Linked DNA regions of Mus musculus: regions 2, 3, 4, 5 and 6 are each linked to region 1. The links are chromatin contacts, called in public HiChIP or PLAC-seq and promoter capture Hi-C maps. All regions are on one chromosome and are shown on one strand. The core of a region is the stretch at or near the end of the contact, and the rest is flanking DNA. Distances in the headings are between cores, read along the strand shown.

Region 1 (5,142 bases), core at 1,668-4,167:
AAACTCCAAGGGAAATCCAAATGCAGAAGTCATCGTCTGGGGACCGTAGGAAGGAAGGGAGCTGTGCTGGACTTACTGACTGGGAACGGACGGGGATGCTCTCCAAGTCAGTCCAGTGACACAGCAACCAAAGGCTGGGACAAGCCCTCAGAAGGATGCAAGTGACAACACCTGTGTACCAAGGGGCCAGGAATTGACGGCTCTGGCCTACAGTGACCGAGGACTCTCCCAGTGCCCCAGAGGCCACTGCTATCCACCACAGGCCACCGTGGTGGTTCTGCCTATCGCCAGGCTTTCTACTGGCCTAGTTCTCCCTTCAGCACTCAGCAGGACTTCCAATGCTCCATGGAAAGTCAGGCAGGGATTGTATTAAACCCAGGTTCAGATCTGAAATTCTGAATTCCTAACAAGCTCTCAGGTGTTGATGGTTTGGATCTGTGCATACTTTTAGTAAGCACCAAGGGCCAGGAGGAAAAGTTCAGGGACTTTTTGATCCCTTCCCTGGACCAACAAGTCAAGTTACAGGAATCCAACAGCCTACGCCAGACTGATATATGAAAAGCAGGGTTTCATGTGGGACAGCCTGTCCACTAAAACAGCCTTTCTATAAGGTAGAAAGATTCACATGGCAAAGTCAACTGGGTGAGAAGCCTCAGAAAGCCCTGCTGAGGCCCAGGAGCCAAGGCCATTGCCAACTTACATGATGCACCCAATGGACCACACATCCACCTCAAAACTGTGTCCCTTCTTGCTCAGCACCTCAGGAGCTATGTAGTTAGGAGTGCCACACAAGGTCTTCTTTCGTTCCCCTTCATATTCCACTTTGGTTGCCAAGCCAAAATCCCCTGGGACAGAGGAAAGAAGAGAGGGTGCTCAGCTGCTAAGCCCGGGCTGTCTGTGGTTGCAGGCAGCTCTGTTTTGATCCTGAGCATTGAGAACTAGTGGCTTGAGGCCCCAGAGTCCCTGAACCCTTCCACTGTACTGGCCCTAGCCAGCCTCCCACACACCTCTTTAGATAGCAGGGTTACGGTGGTTAAGGTGGCTCAGGAGGTAAAGGGGCTTGCTGCCAAGACTGATAACATGATCTACGTCGATCCTGGGACCCACACAGTGGAAAGAAAGAACTGACTCCTTGAAGTTAGCCTGTCTCCATTCATAAGTAAATGAAATTTAAAATGCACAGGATAGCAGAATTAGATGCACTGGGGAATCAAGTAGATGATCTTCGTGACTGCTGCTGGGCAAGTGTGTGGAGAAGTGACAGGGATCTAGGGACTGGCCAATCAGACTCAAGGGGGCAGGTTTTTCAGCTTAGTAAAGAGACACCTGAGGAGATGCTGCCTGCCATACTCTACAGCGTAAGTCCAGACCTGAAATTGGCTGAGGGTCTGGCTCAGTGCTAGGTTATAGAGAAGCATTTGGGGGAGGGGCCCCAAGTTCAAAACTACTGAGTTGAGGCATAAACACCAATGCATCTAAAAAAAAGGCAAGGAAAGTGTCACACACACACAAACACACACACACACACACACACACACACACACACTTTCCACTTCCTAACTAGAGGGCAGCATCTCTATTTCCTCACCTTCCCCTCCTTGTCCCCTCCTGCCCTGACACCAGACACCCGAAGGCCCAGCACCTCACCTATTTTCACCTCCAGATCCTCGTTCAGGAAGAGGTTGCCCAGCTTGAGGTCCCTGTGAATGACCTGATTGCGGTGCAGGTACTGGCAGCCCAGGACTATCTGTCGCAGGTAGTAGCGGGCCTCAGGCTCGGTCAGTGCCTTCCTCCTCTTGTGCAGCTCCAGGAGGGACTGAGGAGGGAGAAAGAGGTCACTGAAGTCCAAGAAGAGTGGCTAGCTGGATGTGGCTAGGACTAGACGCTCGGAGTGGAGAGTCTTAGCAGGTTTCTGATAGTTCTACCCATACACTGGTTGGTCACTATCATTCACCAGACCCTCTCCTGAGTCTTCTCTCAACCCCACTCTCGACTCCCCTACCCAGGGCTTCCTCCTGGCAGGAGATTCCCTCCCTTTCCTGAAAGCTCTAAAATCTGACTCCAAACAGCCGCCCCCTCCCCCGACCCTGCCCCACTCCGGAAGTTAGAGGTGCGTGGCACACCAAGCCTGGGACCCTTCCTTAGCCACTTTATGAATCCATTTCCTGTACCGACTCGCTGCCTTGCGTCTGGGAGCTCCATCCCTAATAGCAACAGGATCTGGTCTCGGTTTCCCCAGAACCCCGGCCTCAGCAGTTCGGAGTGCCAAGTACCCTCGCTAGAAGCCTTTCCATAAAAGTTTGAAACCCAACCACTCCTCTAGGTCACTCCAAAACCTCGGTGCCCCTTTGTCAGCAAGTTCCAGGTGTGGGAGCCCCAGCACTGCGACTGAAACACTCACCCTCCTGCGACAGAGCTCCAAAACTACAAATACAAAGTCGCTGTCCTCAAAAAAGTCATGGAAGCCTACGACGTGTTGGTGTGCTAGGCTGCGGTGAATTGAGATCTCCATAGACATCTTCTCCTTCTGGTGGGGCTTGAGCAGCAAAGACTTAGGCACGATCTTGCCTGCGAACACCTCTTTTGTGTCTGCGTCTGAGATCTCGAAGCATTTGGCGAAGCCTCCTTTACCCAGAAAGCGCCCCCGTACATACTGCCGCCGGCTGCGTGGGTCCACTAGGACCTCCGGAATTTCTTTCGCCAGCGGGGCGGCCACTGGGGCACCGGGAACTGCATCTCCCGGAACCCCACCTTTCCCGAGGTCGGCTGGTGCTCGAGCCAGCTTTCCAGCTTTGGCCGCTGCATTCATGATGCCGAAGTTGCTCCACGAACCTGGCTGAGTCGGTGCAGAGGGTCCTGCTCTGCTCCGCTCCTCCCCGAATTCAAACGCGGCGCTGGGAACGTTACAAGGGCCTGCGCGTTGCTGATTGGCCGCGGGGATTTAAAATACAAACCCGCCCAGCGCGCGGCACCATGGGAGTGCTCTACGGCGCAGCCGCCTTTAAACTCCGATCTTGCCGGCGAAATTTTTAATGGGCAGGGACTGGAGGACTGCGTTTGCTCAGGATTGCCTGGGAAACCAGGAACGAAGCAACTACGTGAAGATCCCTAGAAGAACAGGATTCTGTCCTGCTTTCTGCTCCTCGGCTGGGGCGTGCTCATGTGGTTCACCTGCGCCTCCTCCAGGGGCTTCTCCTAACTGTTAAGATCTAACACCTTCCTCCACCGGACCCGGCCTTCTAGAACTGAAACTCCAGGCCAACCGGTAGCTTGAGAGTGCACCGCCTCCGCGGTGGACAGCCCTCTCCCCGGCTAGCCTAAATAAACCCAAAACTGAGCAAGCTCAGCAGGCAGATGCACCTTCACGGCGCAACGGACCGATCTCCTCTGTGGCACTAGGGGCTCCCAGCCCCTGAGAAGTAACTCAACCCTTCTCTTGAACAACGCAGGAGGCCAGCAGCATCTGCAGCACCTGGAATTCCCTAAGAAGGCAAAGGAGGGGCGTGGGTTCAGGATTACAAGTTAGCCGAGATCAGCCTCAGCTACCGCTCCACTAACCCCAAAGGAAAGAAACTTCCCAGGCATGACCTGCCGGTCAAACAAGACCTTCAGATGATTCCTATGCCCTGTGATATGTAAGAAACACCGGACGTCTGCCCCGCGATGCAAGGTTACCTGGGTTGTTCCAAGTTGTGTGGCCCAGAGCCCCAAATAGAAAAAATTAATTTTTTAGTCAGAGGTGGGGGGGTAGCTGGTTAGAAGAGTGCTAGCATGCCGGTATACCAAGGCCAAGTCTGCCCTGCCGAAGTGTCCGTTCAGCCTTCACTTAGGAAAAAAAAAAAATGAGCCGGGGCGTAATGGCACACACCTTTAATCCCAGCACTGGGGAGGCAGGCGGATTTCTGAGTTCAAGGCCAGCCTGGTCTACAAAGTGAGTTCCAGGACAGCCAGAGCTATACAGAGAAACCCTGTCTCGAAAAAAAAAAAAAAATGGATTTACAACATGTAAAAAGAGTGGCCACACAGAGCAGGCGTGTGGCTTTTCATAGAAAAAAACGGCCAGCTCTGGTCACTGTTCCCAGACACCCTCTTTGCCCCCCTGCCTATCTGGGCACTTAAGTGATACCTTCCGTTAGAAGCTGTTGTTGCTCTAGTTCCCCCAGGAGGGTCTTAGCAAGATCCAATTGCTGGATTGAGCAAAAAATGGCAGTGCTGCTGTCTTTCCCAGTCTCTGGGTAACGATTGTACTTTCTGAATAAGGCAGAGCTTTGTCTCCAAAAACTTAAGCTTGCCAGGAGTGGGCATGCACCCTCAATCCCAGTGCTGGGGAAAACAGGCAGGCAGGCCTCTGAATTCTAGGCTAGACGCGCACACACATGCGCACACGCTTCTGCGTGTCAGAGAACATGCAGGAGAGTCAGTTTTGCAGGAGAGTCAGTTTTCTCCTTCTACCATGCAGGTTAGGTATATGGGTCTCAGGGACTACACTCACGTCATCCAGCCATGTGGCAACAGCCTTTTTATGCTCTGTGCTACTGCAGCTTCTGGGTTCATATGTTTGCTGATAGCTCATATTATCCAACTGATAGACACTGCCTCAAACAAGGTGGAATGAGAGAGAGGGCCTGTCTCTAAGGAGGTCCTCTGATCTCTATGTGATTGCCTGTGCTCACAGGCACAAACATGAACACACACACACAACTTAAAAGATGATACTGTTCAGTTGTAGAGCAATCAGCTGGCATGCAGGAGATCTTTGGTTCTGTAAAAAGGTTAAGTTAGAATCCAGCCTATGGCAGGCATCCTACTAGGACACTGTGAGAGCCGAGCTGGCAGACCTGGTGGTGACCTAGCCTTTCACATGGAAAGTGAATCTACATGACAGGGGTGCCACATCCTGCCCCAGCCCCACCCCAGGAGCCCACAGGGTAGGTCCCCAGAGCCCACTCAGTGGAATTGTCCTCTACTTCCACACTTGCAGTCACTCATGCACAGTCCAAATAAAGGTGATAACTTTTTTTGAGACAGAGATCCATCTGCCTTTGCCTCCCACATCCTGGTATTAAGTCTGTGGAGACCAACCTACAATATAAACACAATTATGCCTGTGAGTGGGTCTGGATTTAACCAATTCAAATCAAT
Region 2 (5,142 bases), core at 996-3,495, 950 kb before region 1:
CTGGAATTAAAGGCATGTGTCACCACCTTGAAGCTATAAAGGAGTGTTTTTTTATTTTGTTTTGTTTTGTTTTTTTTAAAAAAAACAAGGTACCCTGGAGCAAATAATATCCAAAAGCCAAGGAATAAAGGCAGTGCCCATGACAAACTTTCATTTCCCTTCATTGTAGTTCCTCCCACATATTATGTGCACACATTAATTTAAGCTGGATCAGAGATGAACACTAATAACTACAAAGCACCTAGAAGAAAACATAGATTTTACCGTCTTAGGCTCATAAATCTTTATGATGCCGGGTTTGGCAATAATTCCTTAGCCAGGACACTAAAAGGCACAAGGAACAACAGTGAAAAGGGGAATGTGACATCATCCAAAGTAGACAGTGGATGCATCAAAGGAAACACTGATGGAGTGGAAGCAGAGCACTTTATTATGAGAAAAATCTTTGCACATCATATTTTTATCAAGGGACTACATACAGAAGGTAAATGAGGAGCTCATACAACAGGACAGACAGACGCACAGCTCCTAAGCTTTACATGTGTAAGGAAGATGTACAATAGGCTAATGAGCATCAAAAGATGCTCAGGATCTCGAGCTAAGACAGATGGGAGGCATAAGAGTCATCGTGCAGATGCAGAACAAAGCAACAGTGAGATTTCATTTTACACCACTCGGAAGGCTGTCATCAGGAAGACCGTTAATGGCAAGTGATGACAAGAATATAGGTAAATTGGAATCCTCCTGCCCTACCCACAGGAATGGCAAGGCTGCAAAAAGCCAAACTCTCATTGGACCTACCAACACTAGATGTTTCCCTAACAGAAAGGAAAATGCGCACTCAAACACTTATACATGAATGTGTATCACACTGTCTTTCTAACAGAAGTACAGATAACTTAAATGTCTATCAACGGAAGAAGGCAGAGATGAATGTAGAACCTGTACATATTATTCAGTAAGGCTAGTTGTTGTAAAAACTAGTGGACAGCTGATCCATGCCACCATGAGGATGAAACTTTGGACTATTTTGCTAAGTGAAGGAAGCTGGGTGGGAGAGAGCACGTGCTATTACTTGACTTCATTTACACGGCCTGTTCTGAACAGAGAAATCCACAGAGACAGGAAACAAATGAACGGTCACCTAAGACTGGGGCAGGAGATTGGGAGATGATAGTGGTAGTCATGACAGTCTTCTCAAATTGTGTTTATGGTTCTGTGAATATCCCTATTGCATTGCATACTTTTTAAATGCGTAAGTTTTTAGGATCTGTGGGTTATGCCACAGCTCAATAAAGCGAGTGCCAGCAATGGCAATCAAACATTTGGCTATTGTTTAGTGGAATGTTGCACTACTCTGCTGTGATCGGAAGTATTTAACAGAGCTAGGTAGGAAAGAACGCAGGAAGTTTGCCTGAATGGAGCCAGGCATTATGGCTCATGATGTTAGTCTCTGATTCCAGGAGCCTAAAGCAGGATGATTTTAAGTTTCAGCCAAGCCTGAGCTACATGTGAGACCTGTCTCAAAACAAACAAACCAATCAACCAAAACCGCGTGCACACACTATTACCAGACCATAGGAGGCCGGGCCGGGAGTGGGTTTGTTTACTGAAGGACAGGAAAGATTTAAGCTTTTTACTTTTTTTTTTTTTTTAACAGATTCTTTTATTGTGCATGCATGTGTGTGGGCACACACGTGTCATGGTGCATGTGTAGAAATCAGAGGACATTTTCGAGAGATGGGTCCTCTCTTTTTACCATGTGGGTTTCCTAGCTCAAACTCTGGTCATCAGTCAGGACTAGCAGGAAGCACTAATCCCCACTAACCATCGTCAGCTCAAGAGTTGTGCTTCTCTATAGGAGGAGCGGAAAGAACTGGCCGAGGAGCGGGGTGGGGGCGGGGTGGGGGTGGGGTTGGATGGTGATGATGCGGGTAGAAGCCGTGCCATCTTCTGTAAGCCCAGACAGATGGACACATAAACAGAAGGATCTGTTCTGATACCCCTTACTCCGCACACAGCCATTTGTTTCTTCTTGTTTGTCTCAATAAGGAAAGGAAGTGGCGAATGAGAGAGGAGATAGCAGGGCCTGGGTTTGAAAGAGGCAGGTTAGAAGAGTTGGTCAGGGTTGAGAGAGAGAGAGAGAGTGAGCCTCAGCTGCAAGTAAGGAAATGGATTGTGCCGGCACCAGCAAACAAGAGCTGCTCCTGAGCTATCTTCTCCTGAGTCATCTGAGCCAGGCCAGACAGCCCCAAATGCTTTCAGAGTTACTCACTCACTTTGGCCTTAAGCCTTTCACTCTCTGGACACCCTCCTCTAGATTGACTGCCTTTTGGCATCCTTTCTCCCAGAACTGAATGTTCTTCTCTAGAGACACAAATCCACCTCCCTGGTTCTATACCATATGCATTCCTTAATTCAAGCTGGGGTGCCCGTAGCACATCTCATGATTTCCTTGCATCAGGACAGTGAGAGATCAAAACCCAAAACAAACACCAGAGAACTCTGTTAGCGCAGGGGTGGTAGGGAACCCTCTAGCTTGTTAAGGAGTTACACTGAGACATTTACCATGATAGCTGGACAGCATAGAGGGGTATAGGGTCAGGGATCTGGGATGGGCATGCTTAGATAGGATATTTTCTGGCTTCTTATTGGTTTAAGCCAGCCAGCTAGGCAAGGGGGGGCAGCCAGTCATCCTGGACCTCTATTTACTGAGCACAGCCACAGTACCCTCACTATGATGATCCAGGCCAATAGGAGCTCAGAACAGCAAGAGAAGGAGGCAAATGCAAAGAAACCTTCAGGGCTATGGCTGCCACCCAACACTGGCATTGTTGCTGGGCCAAGCATCTAGGCACAGATAGCACAGGGTGCCTGGCATCAAGGGGCAGAATGGCACGGGGAAGGAACAACACCGTCTTTGCCTCAGATCTGGACTTCGAACCTGCTTCAGCTGCTGAACTTCCTGGGGCACACTAGCATCTGGCTGGCTGCTAAGCTTCTCTGAGCTTCAGTTTCCTCATCTGCAAAATGCAAGATCCTAAAACCCGCCCCTGAGGGCTGGCTATAAGAAATAGACTCCAGCCTGGCAGCGGTGGTACACGCCTTTAATCCCAGCGCTTGGGAGGCAGAAGCAGGTGGATCTCTGTAAGTTAGAGGCTATCTTGGTCTACAGAGCAAGCTCCAAGGCAGTCAAGGCTACACAGACAAATCCTGTCTTGAAAAATGAAAGAAAGAAAAGGAAAGGAAAAAGGAAGGAAGGAAAAGAAAGAGGGGGAGAGAGGAGAAAGGAGAGATGGGTAAAGAGAGAGAGAAGAGAGGAGGAGAGAAAGAGAAGAGAAGAGAAGAGAAGAGAAGAGAAGAGAAGAGAAGAGAAGAGAAGAGAAGAGGAGGTTTTCAGGACTCTCCAGCCCATTTCCAGTCTTCTGTATTTGTTAGCCCCCCCTCTCAAGCACCTAGCACACAGGCACACTGAGTAAACTGTATAGCTTCTGGCCACCCTCTGGTCTTTTCTAGAATCTTTCTTCTTCTTGGAAGCATTAGTCTGTGCCCCATGGACTTTCTCTACTGTTCACACCTCTTCCCAGGACACGTTGGTCATGTATAGCCTCTTCCCCGCCCCCCTGCCCGCTGCCTCCCTCTCCCCCACCCCCACGCTGCCTGTGAAGACAGAAGAAAGCTCTTGCTCATGTATTCCCCAGTTCACAGCACATTCCCACCATGTGCTCAACAAACACATGTGTTTAACCCTTGCTCCCCAGGCCTCGCTGACTTGAAGGTGGAACAGAAACACAAATTGTTGTCTGGCCCATACTCTCTGCAGGCTCTTAGCTCCTCTAAAACTCGCCCCAAAGTCTGAGGTGAGCTCAAGAAAAACAGCACAGACTCTGCAGAGATGCTATGGCTTCTAGTATTGGCTCTGTAGCTTATCAGCTCTGAAACTTGCCCTTTCTGTGCCTTGGATTACTCATCTATGGAATGAGTCATACGGTTGCCGTGGAGATTAAATAGGCGGCTGGCACAGTGCTTCTAACGGCACCTGGAACATAGTAAATACTGTATAGGAACTTACTCTCAGCACATTGTTCTCTCTGGCTGCCCCACTGGTTCCTTCTCTTCTACAGCCAGCTATGGTGAGCTAACCCAATTACATTCGTTACTGCTTTCATTGCTGCAACAAAATACAGGACACAGGCAACTCAAAGGAGGAAGGGTTTGACTCCCATTTCAGGGATTCCAGTCCAGGGCAAGCGAGCTGATTACAGAAGCTGTGGCAGCTTCAGCGGGATGGCATGACAGGAAGCTTGGAGCCAGTCACATTGCAGTGGCAGAGAGGAGGCAGAGAGCTCAGGCAGGAAGTGGGCTAGCCTCTAACCTTTAAAGGCCTGCCTCCAGAGTTCCCATGACCTCTCCAGAAAGCAGCACCAGGGCAGAGCAAGTGTTCAAATACATAAGCCTGGGCATATTTCAGACTTAAACCATGTGGCTGATGGTACCACAAGTGTCACTCAAGCCATTCTGGGGGAGCCCAGACAACATCTTTGTATGAGTGACGTGGCCTTCAGCCACAGTTTACAATCACTGAAACTATGGATCTCCGTGCTTTAAAATTGTTGTTGTTGTTGTTGTTGTTGAGGTTTCTCTGTATAGCCTTGGCTGTCCTGGAATGTGCTCTGTTTTTGAGTCAGGGTCTCTCCGTGGGACCTGAAGGTTTCTAATTTGGCTACTGTGGCTGGTTTGCCTGCCTCCAGGGGGACATCCCCCCCCCATACAGGGCTGAGATGACAGGTACGCCAGGAGTTTTTACATGGGTGCTGGGGTCCAAACTCAGGTCCCCATGCTTAAGCAGCAAGCACTGTTACCTGCTGAGCTGCCCTCTGAACCTCCTTCCCTCCTCACCTAGATGAACTGTAAAGGGCACTGAGGAGTCTAGGGGTTCTGTTTGGGATCTGGGACAGGCCCAAAGCTGCATCTCAGGCAAGGTCCCAGGTACTGCTGTTGCGGGTCTGTGGACCATGCTTCACCTTATGAGACCCTAAACAATGAGGATTTCTTGTTCTCACCAATCTGTGTAATGAGGCAATGAGAGAAACAAGCTTACCAATAAAGGAGCCAAGGAAGAAGAGGAAGAAGAAATGTAGG
Region 3 (5,142 bases), core at 1,769-4,268, 810 kb before region 1:
TCTCTTCAGCTCCTTTCTGAACCCTACCAATACCCTCCCCTAACTGAGAAGAAAGCTCTCACAACTCTTCAATTAAGGGCAGCACAGAGAAGAAAGTGTGCTGTGAGGTGAAGACCTTCCCTGTATTTTAGGTTTCAGATTGTCGTCAGCTAGAAATAGAATGCAAAGTCACATGATGTCAATTTGTGGACAAGAATTTTTGAATCACAACTTACTCCAGTCAAAAAGCTGCCTTTAAATGTTGGTTGTCAGCAAGATGGAAAAAGCCTAGTTTCAAATGATTCAACTGTATGAATTGAAACCTGTGTAGATGATAATTAAGTGTCCAACATCCCCTAATTTCATTTATATCACCTTTCCTCTCATTCCTAAAGAAGCATTTTATAACAATGTAGCCAAAAATTCTTAAAAAGCCATGTGTTTTATAAAGTAAACTTTAACACTAAGGGCTGCCTTTGGTGGACTTAAGGTTTATTTCTTAGCTGCTTATATCATAAGCAACTTTTCCGCTTCCTAAGTAAAATTACCAAAAAATACAATTATCAAAATGGTACTTAAGGAAAACAGACAATATTCTTTTTTTTTTCTTTTTCTTTTTTTCTGAGACAGGGTTTCTCTGTGTAGCCCTGGCTGTCCTGGAACTCACTTTGTAGACTAGGCTGGCCTCCAACTCAGAAATCCGCTTGCCTCTGCCTCCCAAGTGCTGGGATTAAAGGCATGCGCTGCTGCTGCCGCCGCCACCACCACCACCACCACCACCACCACCGCCGCCCGGCGGACAATATTAGTATTATAATTTGCATGTCTGTACTACAAATGAAAAACTGGTCTTCTACCTGACAAGATTTAGTTGACCTACCACACTACAGACTATAGCGATGAGACCACACCCCAAAACCTCACCAAAAACCCTATCCCACACCTTTTATCAAATTTAGCTTGGTGGAACATGTCTTTGATACCAGCACTCAGGAGGCAGAGGCAAGCTGATCTGTGAGTCAGAGGCAAGCTGATCTGAGTCAGAGGCTAGCCTGATCTAAGTAGAGAAGGCCAAAAATTAAGACCATAACATAAATAAAACAACTCCATTTAGAACTCTCTTCTCACACTATCAATGAATGTTAGAAGTCTAACAGAGCCCATCCCATGAGCATTACTACCCTGAGAAAAAGAAAGCAAAACAAGTTTAGAGTCAGAGAAGACTGTGACATTGCCACCATTCAAGTCCCAGTACTATGATGTTTTCAGGGGTGGTGGTGCACCCCTTTGATTTCAGCACTCAAAGGCAGCAAGTCCCAGTACTATGATGTTTTCAGGGGTGGTGGTGCACCCCTTTGATTTCAGCACTCAAAGGCAGAGGCAAGAGATCCGAGTTCAAGGTGGCGCAACACCTTTAATCCCAGCACTAGAGAGGCAGAAGCAGGTGGATCCGAGTTCCAGGGCAGTCAGGACTACACAGAGAAACTATCAGAGAGACAGACAGACAGATGGGACCTAGACCCAATTACTTTTAAAATGAAGAGCTCAAATTTTATAACCAGTGGCTTACTTACATTCACACATGGTAGCATTCTTTTTAGAAAAACACACACACATATATTTTGGTGGTGTCGGATGAAGAGCCCAGGGCCTTGCACTTTGAAACTTTTCTGAACTGCTTAACAGTTAAGTGTGGTCTAACACCTGCATTCCCCACACTTGGGAAGCTCAAAAGGGGTTGTTGGGGTTGGAGGCCAGTCTGGGCTACAGAATATAACTTTTGAGTAAATATCACTAATTCTGGAATTACACCTCAGAGTGTTCACCTCAGAACATTTTTTTAAATACAAAACCAATTCCAGCACTAACTAAATCCTCAAAAATACCTTTTCTACAAGCAACCCCGTATAAATAAATAAAAGGCCAGTGGACAATTGCTATCAGCTTCAAAACGCTGCTAGATTAGCCAACAAGTTATATCTACTGCTGCTTTAACCAATAGGAAACCTTACACAGGCTTTCCTCTCCTGATGGAAAAACAAGTTAGGGAAAGGCCACAAGGCAAACACCCAACAGACTCAGGTAGCAACCCTTTTCTCTTTTCAACCCAATCCCACTGTTTAAAAAACTTTAATTAAGGAGGAGGTGGGGCCCCATTTTGAAAACCAGCCTGCTAGGTAAGACAGATCCCAGCATTCAGAAGGCCAGTTAAACTCCAAGGTCGGGTGCTGCAATCCTTGGCTATCAATGAAACTCTGTGTATGACAACGGGTAAGAATGGAGTTCAAGCCTGAAACAAGAAACTTAAAATACCAACCTTGACGCCCCCCCCTCCCCCCAATAAATATCTGCGGCCCGTGTGCCTCTTACCTTCTTTCGTCTGTGCGTTGGTGATCTGCAGATCGCTATCGGCAGCTTTCAGCTTTTCTCTCCCCATAATCTGCTTCTTTAAATCGCAGAGGGAGATATGGAGCCCATCAAAAGTGACGGTGTCGTAGTTGAGTTTAGAGGAAAATTTATAGTGCACACAGGACATTGTGGCAAAAGATTCCTAAGGTTCAGCGAGGAGACGTGGACACTCTCAATATATGTATATTTATAAACTTAAGAGCAAAATATGTACACACACAAAACACTCAAAAGACAACGAAGGACCCTAAGGCCTCAGATTAAATACCCCCCCAACCACAAGCGGGGGTCCGTGAGAACAATAATCCGGAACCCCCCGTACTCAGAATCGCTTCATGAGGGAGGAGCAAGACAGGAAAGGGGGCAATCGAGGATCCGCCAACCGGCACAATGTCACCCGGCTGGGTCCCACTCGCTCATGCTAAGGGCCGGCAGGAGACGGGGGCAGGCGGTGCAGTCAGTAGCGGTCAGTCCACACGTTAGAGTCCGAATGACCCCGCGGGGTCAGGGGTCCATAGCGGCCGCACCTCCCGGCTAGTCTCTCTCCGTGGATGGGGGTGACCCAGGCCCCGGGAGAAGGTTGCGGGGAGAGGGCCTAGGCCCGGAGTCCACGAGCGGCCTCTCGCCTCCTCCCGGCTTCCGGACGACCGGCGTCGGCGTCCCCAGGCCCAGGCCCCCACCGCACACACACCCTGGCGCCTGCTCCCCGGAGGCCACGAGCGGCCCGCGGCCTAGGCCGAGATCGCGCGGTCGGCGGAGGAGAGGCCTTCCAGCGGCCGCCCGGTTCGGCTCCGCCTCCCCCCCGCCGCCGCCTGACACAAAGCCGGTGCGGGGCCCAGCTAGGCCGCGAGGCCCTTCCTCACCACCCCGGGCCCCGGAAGGCGGCTTCGTTGGCCCCGGGGACACCACCGAGGCTGCCCGACTCTTCCTCTTGCTGCTCCTCGCGCTGCTCCCGCTCCTGTCGCCTCTGAGCCCACGACCGCGTCGGGAAGCCCGGAAACGGTCGGGCGGCGGCGAGGGCGTCGCTGGATTCCCTCTTTATTATTATTATTTTTTTTTTGTTCTGCCCCCCCAACCCCGGGCGCTCTCCGGCCCGCACCCTGCGCCGACGACACCTCCGCGCCAGGCACTATGGCGGACGCGGCCTGGCTTCGGGCGAGCGCCCCCACTCCGGGGTCTCTTAAGCAGGGACTGCACGGGCGGCGCACGCGAGGCGGGGCTTGGGCGTGCGCCGATAGGCGGGCCGGGGGCGGGGCCGTCTGCGTCACAAAGCGCACCGGCCCGCCCACGTGACCCGGCGCTTTGTGACTTGCGGCGTGGAACCTGAGGCTACGCGGAGAACAGGAGAAACTACGTGGGTCCGCAGAGAGGGGGAGGCGGACCGTCCCACCGGGCGGGTCTGGAAGGGGCGCTTAAGCGGCGGAGGCCCCAAAGTGCGGAGGGGGTGAACCGCGAATTCCACCCACGCACGAGTCTCATCACTGTGATGGCTGCTCACCAACTCCTCTCCTAACAGACTGTATACCCTGAGCTCTTCCAAAGCTGCTGGTGAGAATGGACCATCATCACCACCAGCAGCATCTTAAGAGCTGTGTCCGACTCTTACCTTGTACTAGGCACCGCGTTGACCGCTGATGTTTGCAAATTCTGGAGCCCAGTCTCCTAGGTCGGAAGTAACTCCGTTCTCCCAAAGACGCTGTCAGAGAATAAAGAATTAAATCCATGAGTATATTTCAATATTTAAGACCATGCCTGGCATATCTGTGCCTCAATACAGGGGGCCTAATAAATGTCAAATAAACAACAGCAAAAAAATATCTCCAATTTATAAGATAGAAACCTAAAGCCAACAGCCGTGCATTTTTCGAGTTTTCAAAGAAGGGAATGCTTGCTGGGTTGCAGGGTCCTCATTCCATTTTAAATTACAAAGTCCCTTAGGAGGGTTGGCATTCTTTTTCTCTTGTGGCATACGGGACATATTGCATTTATAAATTCATAAATAATAAAAATTAAAACTGTACAATTACTATCATTTACAGTGTCCAATGTCCAGCCTCTGAATTTTACAGGCTAGGCTCAAGGAAGTTCAGCAACTGAGAACAAAATCATACATCCAAGAGGTGGCAGAGTTTTCAGAAACTTCCTGAATGCTAACGCCCCAGATTCTGACTTGGTTTAAGTCAATCATCTTGTCAGAAACGCCTTCCTAAGGCCATCTTATTAAGATAGTCATCGATTTTGGCCTTTATTTTCTTCTTAACTGCAAGGAATATACCTGTTTGTTCTTCTGTTGTTTTTTTTTTTATTATTAATTTTCTTGTTTGGTTTTGGTTTTTGGTTTTTCCAGACAGGGTTTCTCTGTATAGCCTCAGCTGTCCTGGAGCTCACTCTGTAGACCAGGCTGGCCTCGAACTCAGATATCTGCCTGACTCTGCGTCCCAAGTGCTGGGATTAAAGGTATGTGCCACTACTGCCCGGCTTATTAATTATTTTTTTGCTTGTTTGTTCTGAGGTTTCACTATGTAGCCCAGACTGGTCTTGAACTCACAATCTTCTTACCTCAATTTCCAGAGTGCCAGAGCCGGGCAGTGGTAGTGCATGCCTTTAATCCCAGCACTTGGGACGCAGAGGCAGGCGGATTTCTGAGTTCAAGGCCAGCCTGATCTACAAAGTGAGTTCCAGGGCAGCCAAGGCTATACAGAGAAACCCTGTCTTTAAAAAAAAACCAAAACAAAAACAAAAAAACAGAGTGCC
Region 4 (5,142 bases), core at 1,774-4,273, 760 kb before region 1:
CTTTAATATCCTTTGACGTAGCCTGTAGCCAGCTGGAGTTGCTCAATGTGCTCAAGCACGCAGGATGAATCGACGATAGGAAGAAATAATAACAAACTCGATTTCTTTTATGGTTGTCGGCATACCTTTTAGCTCTGTGGCCAGGCAGGAACAGCACTACTGAATGCCGTCTGTTTATCTTTCCGTATTGTTAGCTTTGGCCAGGGAACACTAGCTAGCTAACTGCACGTACTGTCTTCCACTTGCCCTTCATCTTTGTGGCCAGTTTAAGGCCTCTGTATTGATTCATCTTTAGCCCTGCAGTAGTTATGGCCAGCTTGGGGATCATCATTGCTCTTTGAGAGACCGGTGCTGGGTTATTTTAAATCTAAGTGAGATAAGGCAGTGCTTGGGAATGAGCTACACAGAGCTTGGAGTTCGTCTACGGTAGCACTTGAATCCTGCCTGCTTTCCAATGATCTTATTTTCTGCTAAAATGTCTCCCAGAGGCTTCCAGGTTTGAACATTTGGTCCCCTCATGGTGGCGCTGTTCATCCTGGTAGGGGGTTCTATGTGGAGAGTGGATGAAACCTCGAGTGAATGAGTGTTATTGGCATGAGTACAGCCACGTTACGGACCCTTCCTTTGGTCAGACGTTGATAGTATGTGAAGAGTTCCAGCCACAGCTTCCTCTTCCCAGGTGACAGCAACAAGGGACTGCTCTACAGAAACCCCACCTACTAAGAGTACCTAGTCCTTTTCCTCTTCTTCCTCCCCTCCCCTCCTCCTCCTCCTCCTCCTCTTCCTCCCTCTCATTCCACTGCATATAATAACTGGGCTGAGTTTCTGGACTGCTGATACATCTCCATACGAGTGCATGCCCAGCTCAGCATTTCTGTGTATGTGTCACCCACTTCTTCATTTCCCCATTGCCTTGGTCTGGTTGATCCCAAAGTCAGGCAGGTCTCAGCAGTTATGAAAACCTTAGGAGGTGGGCTGAGCTACAGGGAGTGGGTCACTTGGTGGGCCTTGAGGTTTACAGGCTAGCCCTACTTCTGGCTGGCCTCTGCGTCCCGATCCATCCAGATGTGAGCAAGTTGGAGTTGCTACAGGGCATACAGTAGCCCATGCTCCAAACCTAAGTGCTTCTCCTGTATGCAGCTTCTATTAGGCACTTTGCTAAAGTACTTAATCCCCCTCCCTACTCCAATGTGCTCAGCAGTGACTGTCTGTGGGTAACTGCCTCTAAGGTAGGGCCTTGGGGCATATAAAGAACAGCTCTGCCTTCCTTCTCAACTCCGCCTCCAGCGTGTTGTATTTATCTTCACCTTTTAGCGTTCGGCTGGCCTTTTAAAAAGTTGTAAAACAGGATTTTCTCTCTCCTTATTTTAAAGCCGTGTTCATTCTGATTTAATGTGCGTGGGTATTTTGCTGCCTATATGTCTGTGCACCAAATGTGTGCAGTGCCCAGAAGGGCCAGAAGAGGGCATCAGATTCCCCACTGGAACTGGAGTTCGGATCATTGCTAGCCACGAGTGCTAGGAATTGAATTTGGGTCTTCTGGGAGTGCTCTTAATGAACGAGCCATCTCTCTAGCCCCCAGGACTTTCTCTTTAGTGCTGGAGGAATCTTGCTACAAGGTTCTTCCTCACTTGGTCCAGACACAGGAGTCACCATCTGCCCTTGTAAAGGGACTCAGTGACTGTCCTATTTGTAAAGAGTGTTCTCAACTTGTTACAGATCATTCACTGTGCCATTTGTCTCAGAAAACACTGACATACCGACATACTGACATTCTCATCTCTCAAGTGGTGCCTGGGAAACAGATGGCTGCCCTTCCATGCCTTGACCAGTATCCCACCTACCAGTGGGGGTTAAATGCCAGTGAGCCCATCCTAAGCCAGAAATGCATTTACTGTACCCAGTTGTTGAACACCATGACTTATGATACTGTCAAGCGTTGGTTGTTATCTTCCGAAGCATGGAGCTGATCAGAGCCATGGCTTCCTGCTTCTGCCTAGTGTCAGGATCGAGCACCGTGCTGCATATTTTGTTATTTTGGGAAAGAACCCAAATCTAAAATCTCAAATATAGTTTCTGTTGAGTATGGACCATTTTGGCATCGTCCATCCTGATGTCCAGAAATCTGAGGGTGACTGTTGTAAGTTGAACACTCTGTGACTCACTCAGTGCTGGGCGGGTGTGGTCTTAGCCATCAGCAAATCTTTGTTGTGGGGTTCAGCAAATCTCTGTTGTGGGGTTCAGGGAGTAAAGCCCCAACCTCCAGGCTTTGCTGAATTTTAGAGCAGATGGGAAGACCAGCCACCCTCAAACAAGCTGGCATTTGTAGTGTCCATATGAAGCGATCATTGGGACAGGAAGCAGGAGGTGGAAATTCATATACTAACTCAACATTGAATGCGTGGTCAAATACACAGTGCCAGGCCATCGAACAGCAGTTCCCCGGTTTGAAAAAAAAAATGAGCGTTATAATATGTTTGTGTTATTCCAGGCATACTTGTGGTGGCCTTCATCAGCTTGGCCGTCTCTATGAATTAAACATGAAGGCTTCATAAAGGCAGGCATCGATCATGCTGTGTGGATAAACAAGAGACCTCTAAAATCAAGCAGGCTTGGTGTAAAACCCCAACTCTACCACTTAAGACTTATGTGAACCATGGAGCTTACTTAGTGTGCCTGCAGCTTAGCCACGCTCAAGACCTTGTGGATTCAAAAACCACCCACCGGATAAGTGGATAAACAAAGTTATCCTTTTGTTTACCCTTAAGCGGCTCTCAAGTACCCCGATGGTTTATTATTTGACCACTAGAGGTCAGGCTAACCCCAAGGTTCAACTCACGATAATCTGGTCTCTTGTTTCTGGTATGTTTTCCAAAGGAGCCAAGCAAAGATCTCTTCACAAACCCACTCAGGATGTCATACCCACTTCCCCAGAACACTTTTGCCCCCCTTCAGACTTTACCCCTTGACTAGGAAGATGGGGATCTGCCCGAGGGTGAACACACTGAATGATTTCATTGGAAATCAGCATAACCCAGTGTCACCCCGGTTCCTTCCCCTTTCTGCAGAAGCGGAACCAAGGACAGCTTCTGAGTATAGCTGTGTTTTGGGAACTATTATAAGACTTTCACCCATATTAACTTGAAATCTCTGTGGGGTAGTTGTTCTTCGTTTAATTTTGCAGAGGAAAAGCCAATGTAGGGACACAGTACCGATAGTCTATCAGATTCTACCTGCGATTAGCCTGGGACTGAGTTCTCGCGAGAGCTAGCTGCTGAGATACACACTTAGGATCTGGGAGATGCCAAATAAAGGCTCCCAGTCCTGCCTAGGACCTGAGATTTTTGGTCTTTAGGATGAATTTCCTCCCCCCTTTTTGGGATCTGCTATGATCCTCAGGCTGACCTAGACCATGGTCTCTTCCAGTTCCAGTGCTGGACTTATAAGTGTGAGTCATCATGTCTAACTTGGGGTGACTCTTTGGGGTTTTTTGGGCCAATGGGAGCATGCTGTCCCTCACTGCATTGCCTGTGGCTCTTGGAGGGAGGGGGTCAGACAGACCAAACTCAAATCTCCATGTTGTTGTTTGCACAGTTTTGTGGCCCAACACATACACACTTTACTCAGTCTCAGTTTCTTCCTTTTGAAAATCTAGAAACTTCCTCTTAGTCTACTCTATAACATCTATGGCTTCTGGAGTATTCTTGCTTGGTTTCTACTCTGTTTCTACTGCTAGACAGTTCTGGATTACAGTGGGTACATAAGAACTATCTCCGGGGCCTGACATTCTGTAGTGAGTGTCCTTCAAAGTGTAAGAGTCCCTCTCTCTATATTCCCATGGAAAATGAGTCTGGAAAATGCCCGAGTCAAGGTACTTTATAAGAAATGGAGGTTTGATTAGCTTATGGTTCTGGGGCCAGGGGAGTCTAAGAGTGGGCTGCTAACGTCAGCTGAGGGTCTTGTGGTCACAACATGCAGAAGCATCACACAGTGAGACAGAGTCCAAGTTTCCCCTTCTTATAAAGCTACCGGTGCCACCCTGGGGTCCCATCCTCAGGACCTTACCTAACAGTAGTCACTTCTCCAAGGCCCATTAATATATGACTTTGGGGATTAAGTTTTCTTTTCTTTCTCTCTTTCTTTCTCTCTCTCTCTCTCTCTCTCTCTCTCTCTCTTTCTTTCTTTCTTTCTTTCTTTCTTTCTTTCTCTCTTTCTCTCTCTCTTTCTCTCTCTCTCTCTCCCTCCCTCCCTCCCTCCCTCCCTTCCTTCCTTCCTTCCTTCCTTCCTTCCTTTCCCCCCTCTCTCTTTCTTTTTTATTAGATATTTTTTATATACATTTCAAATGCTATACTGAAAGTTCCCTATACCCTCCCTCTGCCCTGCTCCCCTACCCACCCACTCCCGCTTCTTGGCCCTGGCATTCCCCTGTACTGGGGCATATAAAGTTTGCAATACCAAGGGACCTCTCTTCCCAGTGATGGCTGACTAGGCCATCTTCTGCTACATATGCAGCTAGACATATGAGTTCTAGGGGTACTTGTTAGTTTCTATTGTTGTTCCACCTATAGGGTCGCAGGCCTCTTCAGCTCCTTGGGTGCTTTCTCTAGCTTCTCCATTGGGGGCCCTGTGTTCCATCTTATAGATGACTGTGAGCATCCACTTCTGTATTTGCCAGGCACTGTCTCGTATGAGGCTATGCCAGTGCCTGGGATTAAGTTTTCAACACAAGAACTTTTGGGGAACACATCCCCCTAACCATCCCCCCTTTCCTTCTTGCTCTGGGGACAATCAGGAGGTGCATGGGGTCATGGTTCACAGCTTCAAGTTCTGGATGACATAAACTGGTAGACACAGAGTTGAAACCTGGCAGTTGTGTTCCGTTTGGCTGTAACACCCCACAGTTGTTGGTCATTTCCTGTGCATTTTATCCTTGTCTATATGGAAAAGAGGCTTGGTGTGGTCAGCCATATTCTCTCTGATTCTGCAGACAGAAGGCTATGTCCATCCACCGAAACTCCAGCTTGCATGCTGTATGTGCACGTAGGCTGTGTTCTTAGTTAATTAATTGTGTGTGTGTCTGTGCACAACTGGAGTTGAGGGGACATCTTGCAGGAGTCAGTTATTTTCTTCTACCAGTGTTCC
Region 5 (5,142 bases), core at 973-3,472, 690 kb before region 1:
AAGCCTGGGCAACTTTGTGAGATCCCGTCTAAGAACGAATAAAGAAATGGGGAAATAGACTTCAGAAGTAGAATACTTGTCTAGGACGTGCAAGGCCCTAGGCTCAGTCTGAAGAACTGCATCAAAACACGACAGAGACCTGTAATTTAAAAAAATGCTTTCCACCAGGCACCTGGGTTGGTTTCTACTGTTATAAAAAACCAGGTAACTTAACCCGTAAGGAAGAGAGTTGTTTTGCTCATTGTTTTGGAAAACTCTGGGGAGGCTCTTGCATCTAGTAAGAACCTGTGTATACCCTTCCTAACGCAGAAGTGTAGTCAGGGAGCAGATGCAGGTTGAAGAGAAGAAACACAAGACTCGGTTCTCTTTTACAGTAATCTGCTTTCAGAGTAACTACCCGGGTTCTTTCTCAAGATGGAGAACTCACTCCCAGAAGTGACCCAGCCCCTCGAGAGTAGCATTAATCTCATCATGGCAGAGAGCCTGTAGGAACCAAATGTTTCTCTAAGGGCCCACCACCTTTCAACGCTGTTATACTGGAGACTCAGTGTCAACATGAGGTTGGGAGGGGGCAAGCTACCTTCAAACAAGAGTGACAGGACCACTTCTTCATTTTTACCCACCAACAGAGTAAAGAGACCTCCTCTTCTGAAAGAATGGGCCACAAGAGACTATAGATATTAGTTACAGGTTTGTACTTACTGTTGCTCTCAAGCCTCCTTGTCCCTGGTCCTTGCAGGTCTTTTGTCCTCTCAGAGCCATGACAGCCATCCTTCAGTTGTGCAGTATCCTCAGTGACTTACCCTCTCCCTTTCCTCTGCCTGTGTCTCATGCTTCTCCCGGTCTCAGATTACAACCATTTATTTCTCTTGCATTTTTTGACATGTATCTTTCTATCATATTTATCAAGCCAAACTCAATTTCATCCCTCAGCCACATCTTTATCTATACCTGGAGAAAAATCACACAGCTTGGGAGTGGGCACCTTGCAGACCTGTGGTAGCAGACCGGGGCCGGGAGGGCTGATCTTTAATCCTTTTACCTTTCTGTATCACCCATTCCTAGATTAAGACCCAAAAGGCCCAGAGCCAAATTGTTGTTTGGCTTAATCCTCCCTTGTTTTCTCCCCTTTTGCTGTTTTTATTTTATTTTGTTCGAATTACGTTTCTTCTGCTCCAAATAAAACTCTTTTGTTGGGTGTGTCCGTGTGTGTGTGTGTGTGTGTGTGTTTGTGTGTGTGTGGTGTATGTATATATATATTCATGTGGTTGTATGCTTGTGTATACATACATATGTTTGCACATGAGTGTGGAGAGGCCGGAGGTTGATGTCATATATCTTTTTTATTGCTTTCCATCTTACTTTTTTGATGCGGTCTCTTCACTGAATCTGGACTCAGTAATTTGGCTAGGTTGACTGGCCAGTGAACTGTCTGTCTCCCCAGAGCTGGGATCACACATGGATGCTGCTATGTCTAGCTGTATTCGTGGATGCTGGGGTTCTGCCTTGGTCCCTTGTGCCGGTGCAACAGGCACCTTACCTATTGAGCTATCTCCTTAGCCTGAAAACAAAAGACTCTTCACAGATGGAATTAGCGACCTTAAGCTTAGAGAAAGTGCTAAGGGGAAGAGAAAAGGCTCATTGTATATGGACAGTTGGGAAGAGGTCTTTGCACCACCACCATGTTGTGGGTCTAAGTGTGTACAAGTGTGTGTATAAACCTGCATGTTCACTACATTCTTGCAATGTCCACAGAAGCCAAATAAGGGTACCAGACCCCTTGGAACCGGAGTTAAAGACAGTTGTGAGATGCCACGTGGATGCTGGGAGTTGAACCTGAGTCCTCAGTAAGAGCAGCCAGTATTCTTAGCTTCAGAGTTATCTCTTTTCTCCCTGCAAAGAAAGAGTTTCAGATTCTCTAGTCTTAAGATACCAGGGAGAAGCCTCATAGCCTGGGGAGAACAGGTAGGTCTCTCAGGGAATGTTCTGGAAGGCAGCTGAGGAGAGCAGTTCTGACCTCTTCCTGCCTTTGCTCCAGCTCCCCCTTAGGAAAGCAGAACTCCAACGGTTTGAAATGGACAATCAGAAGCTGCTAACAGCTGCAGCCCCAGAACTTCGGTTCTTGGCAAAAGGAGCCTGACACAAAAGTATTTCTTTGTGGAAAATTATGCATTCATCGGGCTCATTTGAAACAAAATATGATTTGCATCTTAACTTCCTGTAAGAAGCTCTGCTCTGCTGCGGGTTTCATAATGTCTGGTTTTGTTGGACCAGATTGGTGGGGCACATGCTTTCCCAAACAGTTGAAATTCAAGCCCAGGTTTTTCTTATTTTAAATAGCAACAGCTGCTAAGCATGATAATTATCGTAGTTCATCAAAATAAACTCACTAAGTTGCTTCTGAATATTCCCTGGAGCTTCTCTCTGGGGCCTCTGGAAGCTGGGGCCTCTGGGGCTGGGGCCTCCTCAGGGCTATCCAAGAAGGCACAAAGCTTGGCTCTGTCAAGTGCAGGGCACAGAGCTCCCAAGTCCTTGAGGAGGTTGGATGGACCACCTCGTGATAAAGAGAAAAGCATCACTTGTAGGAGGCAGATCTAATGAGATGATTGCCTCTCAATAGCAGCGTGTTCACTTGAACAGTAAGAGCAATTCTAGATGCTGAGAGTTGTCAGGATGCAGGGAGGAGTAGAGGGAAACACTAGGTAGCAGCTAAGTGCTAGGCTGCAGGAGTCTTGTATCCAATGTGGCAGCCAGAGCGATCCCTTACCCCTGTCTAAGGCCTGGCTGAGAAGCTCAGGCTGGCCTGAAACCCAGGATCTTCCTGCCTTAGCCTCTCAAATGCTGGTATTACAACGTGGACCACCACACCCAGCTGACAGTGATTTTAAAAGGAATTCAGGTCTTGCATATCTCTTTAAGACATTTAAAAATTACATGTATGTATGTATGTGTGCATGTGTATGTGTATATACACATAAACATATACGTAGAGGCCAAAAAGCAGCTTTCTGGGCTTGGTTCTCTTTTTATGCTATTGTGGGTCCAGGGCGTTGAACTCAGGTCATCGGGTTTGGCAGCAAGCTGTCTTAGGATTTGTAGGGTTGTGATAAAACACCATTGATCAAAATCAACCTGTGGAGGGAAGGCTTTATGTCACTTTATACTTCCAGGTAACAGTTCATCGCTGAAGGAAGTCAGGAGGAGCTAAGCAGTGCAGAAGCTGGAGGCAGAAGCTGATGCAGAGGCAATGGACGGAGGCAGAAGCTGATGCTGAGGCAATGGAGTGGTGCTACTAACTGGCTTGCTCAGTTTGTTTTCTCATATACTCCAGAACCACATGTTCAGGGGTGCCATTTCCTACAGTGGGCTGGGCCCTCCTACATCAATCTTCAGTCAAGAAAATGCCCTACACATTTGCCTCCTGGCCAGTCCTGTGGCAGCATTTTCTTCAAGATTCCTTCTTCCCAGATGATCCTACCTTGGGTCAAGTTGGCATAAAAAGTAGCCAGCACACTGAGTATAAGCACCAAGCAGACAGTATGGGGGCATTCCCCTCTCCCTGTTCCTGACTGGGTAGAGGTGACCAGCTGTCTCAAGCTCCCATCTCTGTGATGTTCCTGCAAAGGTGGACTGTAGCCTGGCATTGTAGCGAAAACAAACCCTTGCCTCCCCTAAGTTGCTTTTCATAAGGCTATCTGTCACAGCTACAGAATGAGACTGAAGTAGGATGTGCGCCACTGTGCTGGCTTGAGGTTATCGTTCTTGTCTTTTAGCTCTTTAGTGCGTGTAGAATATTTTAAGTGTCCTGCCAAGCCTCTGATCCAGTGAGCTACTTCCTTCTTGTGCTCTGGCCTTAAGTAATTTTCCAGCCAGATTCTCACCTCTCGATTCTCTTTGGACTCATCCCATTTCCTGTGTTTGAATAGATCTTTTTTTCTAGAACCATCTGCAATTTCTGTTGCTGTGTTTTCCCTCTGGTCCTCTTTTATCAGACTTATCATTCAGGTTTCCAAAAAGACCTCTGTGTCCATGCAACCTTGAACTTGGCCTTTATTACTTTCCTGCATATGTATTTTTATTCAGCTTAACTTGTATCTGTCTCTTTGTTCTTTGTCAACCTCTGAGAAGAACTCCAGGAGAGCTGAGACCCTGTGTGTGTTATCCACTGCTGTCTTCTCAGCGCTTGGTGCCCACAAGATGTCCAGTAGATATTTGTTAGCTGAAAGAGCAAGTACATGGGAGACCACTTGATAAATATCGGTTGATTGAATGAATGATATCATTTGCTACATAGCATCATCTTGTAGATGCCTTGTCAGGGCCAGAGGTTAAATATCTTTTCCAAGGTTACACACAGCAGCAGGAGTTTTTAAGCTCTCTGCTGTTGGAGGAAGAGTGGGTAGCTGGAGGAGGAGAACCCAGACATTCTTCTTTCAGACTATGGGTTTTGGTGGACTCTGCCATTACTCTAATTGGCAAGAATATGTAATTAGGTTTTAATCGTGGGCTTCAAAAAGAACTATTTTAATACTACATCTGGGGTAGCCATTGGTGGAATCTGGCCTTCTGACCTTCAAAGTGGGGTGATGGGAAGGCAATTCTGCTGATTTGAAAACTAAGGGGGACCTCATTACTTAGGGGTGGCATGCTCTTGGCATGCCCAAAAGATCTGGGGGTGGGAATGGAGCAGGTCTTAGAGTCTCAGGGACTTCCCTGCTATTGACTCATCCCAGTTGTCAGATGCATCTCTGAGCTCTATACCCCGCACAGAAACCAGAAACAGCGTGAATCACACAGCAGTGGTCTCCATAGCCACCAGCCACCATGGCAGAACTGGAAAAGAATGCCAATTATGGGCTCTGCTGCACAGTAGGTCTGGGAGCCTCTGTCAGCATTGAAATCCAAGATCTCCTTCATTTTACCTTTTCATCTGGATTTTGCAATAACAATGGCAAGTGATATATGAATTTGCTATGCTGCCATACATACTTCCACAGTCTGGGTGGCTTAAACAACAGAGACTCACTTTTCTGAAGTTTCGGAGGCTGTTAGGGGCTTCATTGCTATGTAGAGACGTCATGACCATGGCAGCTCTTGTAAAGGACAATATTTAATTGGGGCTGGCTTACAGTTACAGAGGCT
Region 6 (5,142 bases), core at 1,498-3,997, 510 kb before region 1:
TGAGTATTTTCTTATTTGGAGCAAAATATTCACATTGTCTCATGGCTCTTAAAGTATGAAAAAAGAACTCTTCTAAATGATGTGTAAGAAAAAAATAATTTAAAATACTCCTTACATAGGTTCTTTGATGTTTAGAAAACCAGAAGATGAGAATGTTGCTGTTCTGAGACAGACAGGAGCTAGTGAATAGAAATGGCTATCTATCTTCATCCTTACAGAGGATGGAGATCCTAGAATATATGCTGTCTGTTGCATGTGTCTTACCATGCAGAAAACAGAGGTTCCTGCAAATTTCTTGAGCACCCGATGTGTTCAATCCATTAAGAAGAATCTTGGCTTCAAATTTTCGCCAGGCCCATCTAGATGGTAAAAACTTTTCCGGTTCATAATGGTTTATGTATCTTTCCGAATGGAATGCTTTAGAACATGAGACTTAGCTGAGAAAAACTATAAGAAGGCTCCAACAAGTTTTCTCAAAAGAACTGACTAGCCCAAGAACACATCTCCAGTCCTTCTAATTCTTCCCCAATCTCCTTTCTCAGTTACCCGACTGAAGCCATGGAACACTCAGTTGGGGCTTTGGTCCCAGGCATGAACTGTAGGCCTAGAGCAGCATGTCGAAGAGAGGAGGAAATGCTCTTTATGCAGGTTTGAAGAAAGGTTCAGGAAATGTAGGCCCTGATTTTATCCTGACAGACATTTAAATAAATGAGGCAGGGTGAAGAATGTCAGTATCACTGTTTAATTTTACATTTCCAGAATATTTCCAAGGGGCAAAATGACTATAAACCTGATGTACTTCTGTATGGCTTTTAGCTGGGGAAGAACCCGGGTTTTTTTTTTTAATGCCACTTATGTAGGCATCGTCATATATACCAATCACAGCATTGCAAAACTGATTCGATTCATAATTGCCAACACAGCAAAGGGAATGGTGGAAATTCTCCAAGGTGAATGACCTCATGCTAGCCGACTGCAAATGGTCAGAAATAACCACATTTTAGAATTTCTGTCAGTTTACTGGCTGCAGTGTACGCTTCAGTAGTTCTAACTCAAGACTATTGATTCTGAATCAGTCATTTCTTGGGTTAACTGAGAGTTAAAAGGGACAAATCTCTTAGCTAAGAGTATAGAGACCATTTGCAGCAGTACTTGGTGTTTTCTGACTTCACATGAAGTAGCCCTTTCCCTCCTGGGTTTCCCACCAGTTGCAAATCTGTGTTGGAAACAGAATCAACTGTAGTGGCGCTATAGGCAGGAGAGTTCAGAGCGTCAGGACGTGGGAAGGAGGCCAGAGAATGATGCAATATTACACTAGCAAGTGATGTCATAGCATTAGTTCCCAAGTCATTTACATAAATGCGAGTTCCCAAGAAACCCTGAGAAATGCCACAGGGAATGCAGGGGGAGGAACCAAGGGAGATCGAGGGGAGGGGAGGAAGCCTGTATTTTCCTGACTATCACTGTGATAAACTTCACTGACTTCCTGGAAGCCAGAGAAACAGCAAAAATCAACCAAGCAGACAAAATCCCTTCTTAGTGGCCCTTTAATCTAGTGGCTCCCTTAGGTAGCAGGTTCACAAAGCTTTGATTTTCTTCATTATTTTTTCACTCCTTGTGATACCCAGGTATTGTCCACTGAAACTGACAGTCACTCTTCAAGTGGTGAAGCAAGTTTAGTAGTGACATAGGCTACCTAAGAGCTCCACATTCTAAAATGGCCTGCCCACCTCATTATAATTTAGAGCAAATCCTCTAATTTTTAAAATTAGAAGCAATGAGATGCAATTCTCAGAGTCAGTCTTATCTAAATGTCAAGGAAATACATTTGCTGGTGATGGGCGTGATTTATGAATGAAGTCAGGTGGAGAGCAAACACCAAGACTTCAGTTTTATTTTGAGCCTAAATAATGAAACACTTATTCATAAAGACATTTTCTTTAGATGTGAGGGTGTGGGGATTAGGGCTTACATATTGTTCCCTAGTATAAGTTAACAAAGGGAGTTCATGACAATGTCTAGTTGGACCAAACTCAGAAGAGGCTGGTAAGCTTTTATTGATTAAAAGATAAAAAACCAGATCAGAGTGCTCCAGGTTAGATCAGTCCCTCAGCACCTTCCTGTCTTCTCTGCTTCCATTCCTTAATAATCCCCATTCACCAAAATGTAATTAAACAAATCCAAAGTCTCCTTCTATAGACAGAAATCCAAGCAGTGCACAACATGCTTAGAGACTCGGGATTAGAGGCTTTCTCAACTGCAGAAGGTGTTTAAGAGCGTTACAAAATCACATCACATTTGGCATAGACCAAAACCAATCAACAAGACCCAACCCTTCCATCCACACAGCACCAGGCTCCGTGGAAGCATAGTCTGGACCCTCACATATTTCCAACAACAATTAAAACTATTTTTCTTCCCCTCCATTGCCTCTATTTCCCCCCCAACACATGTCAGGACATTAGAAGCAGATCATTCAGAGCCAGTGAGAGGAATTTGTAAGTACCTTCCAAGCAGCAGGTCCTCCACAACCCGGAGTGGGTCATTACTTCTTCATTCTTCCTGCTGGTTTCATTGTCACTTGTAGATTTAGTCCTGCACACACCTCTGGAATATAGCCAGTAGTCCGTGCCCACTGCAATGGTCATTAAACTAAAAGCTGCGAAGGCTCCTACAGTAGTGATCAACATCTGGATACCTCTGTCACACATCCTCATAATTCTTCATGGTACTCTGAACGGCTGGGGGTTGGAGGGGTAGATTCAGTGACAGACGGGAGAATCACTCTGCAGCTGGGTAACCTAGGACGGCCTCTTCCAAAAATCCAGATCTCCTTTTGTCAGCATCCACGGGGACTTTGGGAAAGCTGGGATTTCCTGTCTTGGGCTCTCTCCAGTTCCCCGAGTCCTCTATGGCCCTCGGGAGGGTGCGGGCTCCAGGGGGTTGGTCCACATCACTGCCGCGGTCAGAGGATTCCTGGGTTGCTTTCATTCCTCAGGAGCTTGGTGAGGACTAGCGTTTGTGCAGGGCATGGCTTCGGAGCTTGGAGCTGCCAGCTTGGTTTGAGATGCGCCTGGTTTCTCACAGCCCCGAGAGACTCAAGGCAAAAGAAACCCAGAGAGGTCTGGTGTGTGAGCGTGTGAGCGTGTGTGCGTGTGTGCGCGCGTGTGTGTGAGTGTGTGTGTACGTGTGTATGTGTGTGTGTGCGTGTGTATGTGTGTGTGAGTGTGTGTTTGTGTGTGTGTGCGCGCGTGCGTGCGTGTGTGCGAGCGCGTGTGCTGGGGGTGAGGGCGGATGGCAAAAAATAGCTCTGCTGGGAGGCGAGTCGCTGAGAAGAGTGTTCACTGCTTCCCCAGCCTCCCAGGAAAGCTCTCCGCCTGCTCTCCACACCCCCGCGCAAACTGGAGAAAAGGGAGAGTCCTGGGGCGGGGGCCGGCCACTTGCGTCGGAGAGCTGAGGTCCGTGGTGCTGAGCGGACAGCTCCTCTCCTGTTGCCCAGCCTCCCACTTCTCAAGGCCGGGTCGTTGGAGGTCCGTGGTGCTGAAGGGACAGCTCCCCTTGCCGCTGCACCGTTCCTCGTGGTCCTAGTCTAGGAACTCCGGGTGCTGAAGGGTCCCTTCCCTAACACTCTCCTAGTGCGTTCCTAGAGCCAGCCAGCCAGCTCAGCTCTGCGTACTCAAGCCCACAACCAAGCAAAGTTTCGGGAGCCCAGGGCAATCAGCATCAGGGCTTCAGGGCACTGCAGTACGGCGGATCCGGCTCCTCAGAGGGAAGGGTTAAGGACAAGGGCCCACAGCGCACTCTGGCGCGCGCGTTATCTCAGAGCCCACCCCACGCAGCATTCTCTAATCAACCCTCCTCCTCATCCCTGAGCCCAATGAGCCAGGCAACTTTGCTCTTTGCTGCAGGAGTCCACTAGGGAGACAGAAGCCGGGAAAGATCTAATCTTTTTAAAGGGATGGGAGACTGACTGGTGGCTCACTTGGGTGGGCAAAATGTTGTCTATGTGTATTTGTCTCAATTTCATTCCTCAGAAAACAAACCAATATGTCTACCCTCCTGTCTCCGGAGCTCAGATTTACACAGGAGACAGTGTGCTTACATCAGACCCAGAACCATTCATATGTATATGTGAACATATATACCTCTAAAGGGCTGAAGGAACTAAATGTACCTAAACTGTTGTTTACATATCAGGGACCTTGGATGAAGGGATGTAAAGGTTTGATTTCTGAATACACTTCTTAAATATTTTCACACTTTTACATTTGAGGGGGTGGTGAATTCAGGATGAGAGAGCATTGAAAACGTCAGCTTCTCTCCAAAGGCCCTGGTGCTGTTCATTTGTTAACATCTTCTAAGTCAGACCAGGATGCAGGTGTAATTAGGTCTGGGCTCCTTGCTTGCCCAAAGCACAAATGTCATCACACACCTGTGAGTTCTTTCCCTCAGAAATAGCAAATGCTGAAAAGAACTGGCACAGACCAGCTTCCCGGTTCCATATGTTCTAGCATATAGATAAGGACACACACTAAGTTGACTTCAGGCATTCCACCGAATTGCTCTGACCAATTATTTTCTTGTGGGCTGACAGGTAGTAACACCCATTTGGATGCTTGGAATTGAGGCTGCATGCGCTATTTCTACAACCCATGAGATGTGCCCACAACCAGCTGTCATAGTTGAGTGTTATTTAACTGGACAAACATATAATGGAAGGGGATCACAGACATCTCCATTCCCCAGGATGCCATTTCTGGCTGTATGAGAGCTTCTATTCAGGTAACTGAGTAGGGGCAATATACTGAAGAAGTCTCAGACTTGGCTCACAACCTTTTTGTTACTTTGATATTTTTATTTTTATGTTAATGTCATTTGAAGATTTGGTTCTTGGTGTTATATATACATATGCGTGCACATATAGGCTTATTTGTATAGTTGTGTTTATGTCTAAATGAGTACTATGGTCAATTTTGTCATGATTTCTGAATGCCTATGAATTTGTTGCAGACATAAAGTAGATATGTGAGTATATGTGTACACACACATGGTGCAGTTTGTAGGGTCATGTGATCGTGCTTTATATAAATACACAGCTGTATGTATGTATGTATGTGTGTGTGTGCGAATATGCAGGTACAG

Evidence for each region. Promoter capture Hi-C pulls out the DNA fragments that hold promoters and counts their contacts. HiChIP or PLAC-seq counts read pairs in DNA pulled down with a chosen protein or histone mark.
Region 2: a contact with region 1 is called in a FOXA1 HiChIP or PLAC-seq map of pancreatic cancer cells. The contact joins the enhancer-like site here to the promoter of Plk1 in region 1. A contact is called at or near these places in 1 of 39 promoter capture datasets (liver) and 2 of 115 datasets of contacts at active chromatin or transcription factors (embryonic stem cells and pancreatic cancer cells).
Region 3: a contact with region 1 is called in an H3K27ac HiChIP or PLAC-seq map of embryonic stem cells, with 7 times the contacts expected there. The contact joins the promoter of 4930413G21Rik here to the promoter of Plk1 in region 1. A contact is called at or near these places in 20 of 39 promoter capture datasets (the 3T3-L1 cell line, 3T3-L1-derived adipocytes, the C10 cell line and 13 more), 7 of 484 Hi-C or Micro-C datasets (LSK cells, cortical neurons and embryonic stem cells), 30 of 115 datasets of contacts at active chromatin or transcription factors (the 230-238 cell line, the NIH/3T3 cell line, the SCID.adh cell line and 19 more) and 4 of 9 other capture datasets (adipose tissue, embryonic stem cells, liver and 1 more).
Region 4: an H3K4me3 HiChIP or PLAC-seq map of bone marrow-derived macrophages shows a contact between it and region 1, with 5 times the contacts expected there. The contact joins the enhancer-like site here to the promoter of Plk1 in region 1. A contact is called at or near these places in 7 of 39 promoter capture datasets (cranial neural crest, embryonic stem cells, liver and 3 more), 1 of 484 Hi-C or Micro-C datasets (bone marrow-derived macrophages) and 17 of 115 datasets of contacts at active chromatin or transcription factors (the 230-238 cell line, T-cell acute lymphoblastic leukemia, acute myeloid leukemia and 11 more).
Region 5: a promoter capture Hi-C map of hippocampal neurons shows a contact between it and region 1, with 3 times the contacts expected there. The contact joins the enhancer-like site here to the promoter of Plk1 in region 1. A contact is called at or near these places in 3 of 39 promoter capture datasets (hippocampal neurons, liver and pre-B cells) and 3 of 115 datasets of contacts at active chromatin or transcription factors (bone marrow-derived macrophages, large pre-B cells and pro-B cells).
Region 6: a promoter capture Hi-C map of neural stem cells shows a contact between it and region 1. The contact joins the promoter of Cacng3 here to the promoter of Plk1 in region 1. A contact is called at or near these places in 5 of 39 promoter capture datasets (hippocampal neurons, liver, neural stem cells and 1 more), 2 of 115 datasets of contacts at active chromatin or transcription factors (astrocytes and bone marrow-derived macrophages) and 1 of 9 other capture datasets (macrophages).

The regions. Positions count from the first base shown.
Region 1 is chr7:122,157,210-122,162,351 of GRCm38.p6, reverse strand. It overlaps Plk1 (polo like kinase 1), which reads right to left and starts at 2,917. Exons shown (of 10, transcript NM_011121.4): 1 at 2,402-2,917; 2 at 1,648-1,816; 3 at 701-845. The coding sequence starts at 2,809.
Region 2 is chr7:123,107,429-123,112,570 of GRCm38.p6, reverse strand. It overlaps a transcript of Tnrc6a not described here. Among named protein-coding and RNA genes, the nearest start is that of Gm39084, 12 kb to the right of the region's middle. Within about 2 kb of position 2,245, at least 146 of the 459 cell types and tissues checked have an H3K27ac peak or open chromatin away from gene starts, as enhancers often do. A contact at or near this core is called in pancreatic cancer cells, where this site is marked.
Region 3 is chr7:122,968,335-122,973,476 of GRCm38.p6, reverse strand. 4930413G21Rik (RIKEN cDNA 4930413G21 gene) reads left to right here and starts at 3,018. Exons shown (of 1, transcript NR_045614.1): 1 at 3,018-4,419. It overlaps Rbbp6 (retinoblastoma binding protein 6, ubiquitin ligase), which reads right to left and starts at 2,913. Exons shown (of 18, transcript NM_011247.2): 1 at 2,350-2,913. The coding sequence starts at 2,515.
Region 4 is chr7:122,918,047-122,923,188 of GRCm38.p6, reverse strand. No RefSeq gene overlaps it. Among named protein-coding and RNA genes, the nearest start is that of Gm39082, 3.9 kb to the left of the region's middle. Within about 2 kb of position 3,023, at least 83 of the 459 cell types and tissues checked have an H3K27ac peak or open chromatin away from gene starts, as enhancers often do. A contact at or near this core is called in the 230-238 cell line, acute myeloid leukemia, bone marrow-derived macrophages and 1 more, where this site is marked.
Region 5 is chr7:122,844,656-122,849,797 of GRCm38.p6, reverse strand. No RefSeq gene overlaps it. Among named protein-coding and RNA genes, the nearest start is that of Gm39082, 77 kb to the left of the region's middle. Within about 2 kb of position 2,222, at least 14 of the 459 cell types and tissues checked have an H3K27ac peak or open chromatin away from gene starts, as enhancers often do. A contact at or near this core is called in hippocampal neurons, where this site is marked.
Region 6 is chr7:122,669,349-122,674,490 of GRCm38.p6, reverse strand. It overlaps Cacng3 (calcium channel, voltage-dependent, gamma subunit 3), which reads right to left and starts at 2,747. Exons shown (of 4, transcript NM_019430.2): 1 at 2,507-2,747. The coding sequence starts at 2,717.